Regions from separate parts of the Mus musculus genome. Here region 2 is linked to region 1. The links are chromatin contacts, called in public Hi-C maps. All regions are on one chromosome and are shown on one strand. Each heading gives the region's core, a stretch centred on a gene start, on an enhancer-like site or on the middle of the called end of the contact. The rest is flanking DNA. Distances are from core to core; before and after follow the strand shown.

What was found. Hi-C and Micro-C count contacts between places; a contact is called where the count stands out from the background.
Region 2: a contact with region 1 is called in a Hi-C map of erythroblasts, with 2.9 times the contacts expected there. The contact joins the promoter of Taf1b here to the promoter of Kidins220 in region 1. A contact is called at or near these places in 7 of 39 promoter capture datasets (the 3T3-L1 cell line, cranial neural crest, embryonic stem cells and 4 more), 1 of 484 Hi-C or Micro-C datasets (erythroblasts) and 2 of 115 datasets of contacts at active chromatin or transcription factors (cardiomyocytes and large pre-B cells).

What each region holds. Positions count from the first base shown.
Region 1 is chr12:24,973,026-24,976,367 of GRCm38.p6, forward strand. It overlaps Kidins220 (kinase D-interacting substrate 220), which reads left to right and starts at 1,907. Exons shown (of 32, transcript NM_001081378.1): 1 at 1,907-2,037. It overlaps Gm36236 (a long non-coding RNA gene), which reads right to left and starts at 2,572. Exons shown (of 2, transcript XR_381341.3): 1 at 2,334-2,572; 2 at 1-2,088.
Region 2 is chr12:24,497,093-24,500,643 of GRCm38.p6, forward strand. Taf1b (TATA-box binding protein associated factor, RNA polymerase I, B) reads left to right here and starts at 1,489. Exons shown (of 15, transcript NM_020614.2): 1 at 1,489-1,557; 2 at 3,344-3,442. The coding sequence starts at 1,540.

The sequences.
Region 1 (3,342 bases), core at 657-3,156:
ACTCTGCATCCTGGTACCCTAACCTGCAGTTCCTAACCACAGTGCTTTCCAGATCAGCCCTAGGGAAGAATGGTGTGCTCCCTGAATGTCTGCAGGGATTTGGTTTCAATGATGGGAAGAAAGGTAGGTCGCCGAGCTGGGCTTGTGTCTGAGACCAAAGGCAATCAGTGGGATGTGCTTGCCCCTCATTCTGGTTTCCCCGCTGGAGGCAGAGAGCTCTGTGTAGGAAAGCATGAGCCTGGTCCTGTCTAAAGCCAGCTTCCTGGCTTGTGGAAGTCATCCCATTAATCTACTTGTCCCTCTGCACAAGTTAAAGGTACATGAAGGAGGGTCTGGGAGACTTGCATGAGAAATGAGTTGGAAGGCTAGGGCCAGGAACCTTCAGCCAATCTTTCTCAAATGTGAGCTGAGCCCCTGGGGGTAGCCCCCAAGGGCACAGGAACTACATTTCTGCAGCTATTTCTCTTCAGTGAGATCTTTTCAGTGACCTCTCTCACCCCTTGATAACATTCTCCCTCCCCTTCCCTCCCTTCTCTCCTTCCTTCCTCTTCTTCATCTTCTTCTTCTTCCTCCTCCTCTTGAGACAGGGTTTCACTATGCAGCCAGCCTCTAACTCACAGAGATTCCCCCTGCCTCTGCTTCTGAGTGCTGAGGGCAAAGGTGTGTACCACGAAGCCCAGTGTGTCTATTAGCAGAAAATACTGGCCAGTTTGCCCTGGCAGGGTTTGAAGGGGAAGGCAGGCAGAACAGGGCAAGGTCTGTGAGGGCACGCCTTCCAAGAGCCTCACTCCCAGGTGCTGTGGGGAACGGGCTCCACGGATGGGGGGGGCAGTACTGAAGAGTTTAACTGAGAAGTGCTTAGTGTCCTGACAGATAAGAAGAGTTCTGGGTAGGGAGAGGAGTTGAGAGAGTCGGCAGCCCATGGGGGAGTAAAAGGTTTAAAATAGATCTGAGTGATTAACACAGGAACTGCTTAGACAGTATGGGGTGATATGTGAGATAACTTTCCACTTCCTGTGGGGGTCCCACTCACTTCCGGAGATGGATCAGGAGGGAGCCTATAATATCGGCCATATTGGGGATGAGACTGACCGTGGGCAGAACTCTGGAACTCTGAATTAATTAAGGTAGGTGGAACCTGGGAAGGAGTACCATGCCTGGAAGAAGACTAGGAAATGGGTGTCAGGAGGCCCTTTGAAGGGAATATTGCCAGGATGGGGTTGCTGATGGTGGTCAGGGATCAGTTAATAGCATTTGGTGATACTTCTGCAGAGGTGGGAAGAGCAAAGTCTGGAAGGGCCTTGGGGGGTTGGGGCGGGGGGTCCTCAGCTGGAAGGAGGCAGTATGGACGTCTGCGGAGGCAGTGCATTCTTCCGATGATGGAGAAGGCAGATTTCGGACTTCTGGACCCTGGAAGGAGGAACTAAGCGACTTTCATTTGCAAAGTGGGCAATGGCTTCCAAAGTTGTAATTGTTGTTTATTTCTCTGAATTATTGCTTATAATGCCAGGTACGGGTTATAAATTAACTTTCAAAAGCGCGAATGACAGGGAAAAATATTGCCTGGGGCACCTGTGAAAAATACACTAATTTAGCTGGGTCAGCTGGGAGGTGGAGGCAGGAGGATCGGGAGCGTAAAGGTCATTCTTGGCTACATAGCAAGTTTGAAGCCTGCTTGGGCGACTTTGACTCTGTATCAAAACCAACCCAACCCAACCCAACCTAACCCAACCCAAACCATCTGAAGCCAAACCAGGCAAAGAAGCAATGTTTCCATTCCTTTAAAATAGAGGGAAGGGCGTCCAAGCCACTTCAGCACCTGCAACTCCTCCCACACTGCCCCCTCCAGGAGGCGTGGCCACAAGGAGCACCGCCCACCACACGACCACGTGACCTGTCAGTTCCTGACTCCTAGGAAGATGGCCGCCGGGCGTGGTGCGGGCATAGCTGTGTGCTCTTGGCGTCTTGTCCTCTGACAAGGTCTGCGGCGCTGTTCTGCAGAGCTGAGGGCGCCGTCTTCGGCCAGGCCGTGACACGGTCAGTGCGGAGGCGGAGAGGTCGGGTGAGGCAGAGCGACAGTGTCCGAGGCTGGGGGAGGGGGGAGGGGAAAGGGAGACGAGTCTGTCGGTGGCACCGGAGAGGGGGAGGGGGCCGGGATCGGAGGCTGGGTGCGGGGCGTCCGGGCGTCGGGCGAGGTCGGTGCAGCCAAGCGCGGAAGGCAGGCGCTCCGGTGCGGCGTTCTCCCGTGGGCACTGACTCCAGGCCCAGGCCGCTTTCCTTGTTGTCACACCCATCACTTAGTGAGTCCCGCAGCCGGTGCCCCTGAGCCTTACCTTCTTGGTTGCTTTGCTTTCCAGGGAGGAGAAGTTGTTTTCTTCTGTGCTAAATTGCCGAACCCACTGCCCCCATTGTCCTGTGCAGGCTTTTAAACGCCTTGCAAGATGCCCGCAAGCCCCCGAATAGAACGCGTCCATGTTTGCTTTGTGGGGATTTGTATACATTTTTTTTCCCTAGGTTGTCTTCACGTTTAAACCATTTTAGACCATTTTCTCATTAATAACTGTTTGTGGAGCTCTCTGCCCCCTAGAGGTGCTTGCTAAAAATGCACCGGTTTTGCTTTTCAGAGCTTCCCATTTCTTGGTGTGGGGTGTGGCTGAGGAAAAACCTCTTGGAGGTGATTCTGATGGGTTAGTCCCCCGCTCTCTTTTTGACGCTACGAAAAAACAAAGCGTCTACAGTAAAAGGAAAAGACACATAATCTATTTTTAAGGGCAGTTGGGTGTCTGGTTCAGAGCCAAGACTGGAAATGCTGTGGCAAGGTGCGTTCTTTGTTCTCAAGCTTTACAACGACAGTCAGTCAACTTGATCAGACCGACTTGGGGGTCCTTGTTAAAAATTTGTTTCTGAGCTTCACCACAGGCCTGCAAAAATGGGACTATTTGGGTCAGGAGACAAATAATTGCACACCAGTTTGAGAATCCTTTTAAACACTCTGAGAATGGTTTCCAGATTTATCTTTGGCATCTCGTTTCCATAAATTCTTTTCTCTTTTTCATTTTTTTCTACCTTCCCTCCTTCCCTCCCTCCCTCCCTCCCTCCCTCCCTCCTTTTTCTCCTCCTCCTTCATCCCCCTCTTCTCCTTTTTTTCCTCTCCCTCCCTGGTCTTCTTAATATGTAGCCCTGGTCTGCTTGGAACTGATAGAGATCAGCCTGCTTCTGCCTCCCAGGCCCCTGTGCCACTACATCATTCTCTAGTTATCAGCTCTTTAAGGGTATCCCCACAGCCCCAATCAATTCTAAGGTGGCTGGTTGGAAGGGGCACACATATGTAACGAAATGCCT
Region 2 (3,551 bases), core at 239-2,738, 480 kb before region 1:
CACCCCTCTCACTGCATTTAACATGTCTTCCTTATTCTTCCCTATTTCATTTTTATTTTATGTGTGTAAATGTTTTGCCTGCATGTATGTGTACACCATGTCTGTGCCTGGTACCCACGTCAGTAGATAATGGCACCTGATCCCCAGGAACTAGAGTACAGATAGTTGTGAGCTGCCATGTGGGTGCTGGGAATCAAACTGAAATCTTACAAGAGATGCCAGTGCTCTCTTAGCTGCTGAACCATCTCTCCAAACCCATGATTTTCTTATTTTTGTCTCTTCCTACCATAGTATTGATATTAAAGTCAATTAGCCTCACTTTATTTAGTACCTCTGTAAACTACTAAACTCCTAGCACGTAGTAGTCCCAAGGTGGGAGGAGGCAAAATAGGTTTAGCTTTCTAAATTATGACCCTTTATTTTTAGTACCTTCATTAATTTGCAAATTGCAGAGACCCCCTCTCCTCTGGGCTTGGAGATCCTTTCCCTCTAACATCTATAATATCAAGAGTTTCCTTTGTTCTCCAGAGTGCTGCAGGATCCTTGACATATCCCAGCCTACCCTGCTGGGGACCTTATCATCTGAAATCCATCTCAGCTCTTCTCTACTGCCCCTGGAAAGAATTTTTAGTATCTAAAACAAATGTCAGGCTCTGGTGGCACAGGCCTTTAATCCCAGCACTCAGGAGGCAAAGGCAAACACATGTCTCTGACTTCAAGGCCAGCCTGATCTACAAAGTGAGTTCCAACACAGACAGGACTACTCAGACAAACCCTGTCTGGAAACAAATAAGCAAAAACAATTAAATAAACAGATATAAATGTTCACAAAGGTGGAGACTTATTTTGTTCACAGGAAAATCTAAAACAACTTTAGTTTATGGAATGAAGCAGGGGATTAGTGTGTTCAACGAGGGAACAAGAGATAAATGTATTAAGAATTTATTAAACGAGACATAATTATATTCATAGGCAAACATATATTTTTTACACAGGAGGAGGTGAAGGTACAAGAAAGAAATAGAGTTATGACTAGAAATCTTGGTCTGGGGATGTTCAGTGGTGTGGAGTTCTTGGCGAGCATGCACTAGGAGGGTTTGGTTCCTAGGATCTGGGAAGTTAAAAAAAATTTCAAATAGACAACCAGTTCTAGTTCAACAACCTGTGTTCAAACACTGAGAACACATTTTGTAAAACCCAGAAGCCGGAAGTCATGGCACACGCCTTTAATCCCAGCTCTCAGGAAGCAGAGGCAGGTGGGGTTCAAGGCCAGTGTAGTCTCCTGAGCTGAGTTCCGGGAAAGCCAGAGCCACAAAAACAAAACCACAGAAAATCCTCGTAGGTCTGAGCTCTGTCACTGGGGCCTGGTCCTGGTCCTGTACTGCCTGCCAGAAACCTGGGTCTTGAGTCCCACAAGGGCAGCACAGAAGACTCCTGGAACGCAAAGGCAGAGGCTGTGTTTCCGACCGGAGCGCTCTCCCCGTCTCTCCCGGAAGCGGCGCTTGCTGTTTGGGTAACGGTGTCTGCAGCGGAGCCTCGATGGATGTGGAGGAGGTGGTAAGGACCTAGAGGAACGCGTGCAGCTCCCACTCGCGTTCCCTAACTCAATGGGCCAGGGATAGCCAGGAGGAGGAGGAGCAGCGCCCAGGGCAGGCGTCGGCTCGGGGCGGTGACCCGCATAGGGGGCGGAGCGAAGGGGCGGTGGCCACTTGGGCCCCGGAACCTGGCTGCTTGTCCGCTCTGGGAGGTTGCGGGTGGGATTGGGTGGAGTGTTTGTTCAGAGGGGCCGTGGGCCAGAAAGAGGATGAAACTGTGGGCTTGTGGGTTGGCCACCCCCGTGGCTCCTTGGAGGAGACCACCCAGCAAAGCTCCCTTTGATGCTGGTTGCGCGTGAGGAAGAGCAGGACCTGGAACTTGGGTTGCCTCCAAGTAATCCCTGTCAGCCTGTCTAGGGTACGGACACCAGACTCTTGCCGAGGACGTTCTAATGTGCTTGCTATCTTAGGGTTTCTATTGCAGCGATGAAACACCATGACCAAAAAAGCAAGCTGGGGAGAAAAGGGCTAACACTTCTATATGATTGTTCATCATCTAAAGAACAGGGCAGGAACTTGGAGGCAGGAACTGATGCAGAGGCCATGGAGGGGTGCTGCTTACTGGCTTACTCCTCATGATTTGGTCAGCTTACCAGGTTCTGTAAAACCTAGAGCTACCAGCCCAGAGGTGACACCACCCACAATGGGATGGACCCTCCCTCATCAATCACTGATTAAGAAAGTGCCTTACTGGCCTACCTGCCACCTGATGGTATGGAGGTATTTTTCTTAATTGAGCTTCCCTCATCTCAGATATCTTCAGTTTGTGTCAAGCTGACACAAAACTATCCAGCACACGTGCCCACACCTCACTGTAAGAGTGGTTAGGAAGCTGCTGCACTTTGCATGCACTGTGAACATGATGGGTGTATTCAGTAGCTGACCCATAAGTCAAACACCAAAGAATTAGGAACCAGTTCTCTGTGTGTGCACTGACAGAATAATGATAGAGGGACTCAAGGTAGACAGTAGATACTATCTGTATCCATGACAAATGTAATAATGTCTATATAATACATTGATAAACCTAAAATTATAATCCATATAGACCATAAGTGGACCATATGCTCCTTTTGCTTCCAGTAGAACCCCTAAGCACCCAGTTAAACGTTTGGTACTCATACAGTTGATACCCTTTATATGGTTGGATGAATAAATCAAAACTCGACACATCTGCCTCAGTGCCCCAAAGAAAAAGTCAACAGTGTTTTCAATCTTTGTTTGCTTTGATCATCCATACGGTGGGTCATCCTTTTCTCCCTCAGCTCTCCCAGAGAGTTTACCTATATCTTTGTTTCCAATCTAGCCCTGTCCACCTTTCTTTCTTTGTTCTCACTCTGTATATTTCAGTAGTTTTATGGAATAGTTACTGCATTTCATGCTACTAAAGAGACGAGACTCAGGCTGGCAAGATGACTCAGCCAGTAAGAGCACTGACTGCTCTTCCAAAGGTCTTGAGTTCAATTCCCAGTAACCACATTGTGGCTCACAACCATCCCTAATGAGATCTGACGCCCTCTTCTGGTGCATCTGAAGACAGCAACAGTGTACTTATTTATAATAATAAACAAATCTTAAAAAAAAGAGAGAGAGACTAAATTCTCCTTATTTATAGATACTGTCTGTGTATTTTTAGTTTGATTGTTTTTTAATTTGGGGGGATGAAATTGCCAGGAACACTGGAAGTAGAGTTCAGAACCATGGTGCAGTGTGTTGGCCCGACAATAACAGATTTCTATCTTCCACAGAAAGCGTTCAGAGACCGCTGTTCTCAGTGTGCTGCTGTCTCCTGGGGCCTTACCGATGAAGGCAAATATTACTGTACTTCCTGCCACAATGTCACAGATGTAAGTAATGTGCCATTCACGAACTTGATTATGTTCTCAAAATTGAAGTTTCCGGGTGGTATGTGGCCTGACTCCTAAACAGTGCATCGGTATCACTCACTCAATGGCT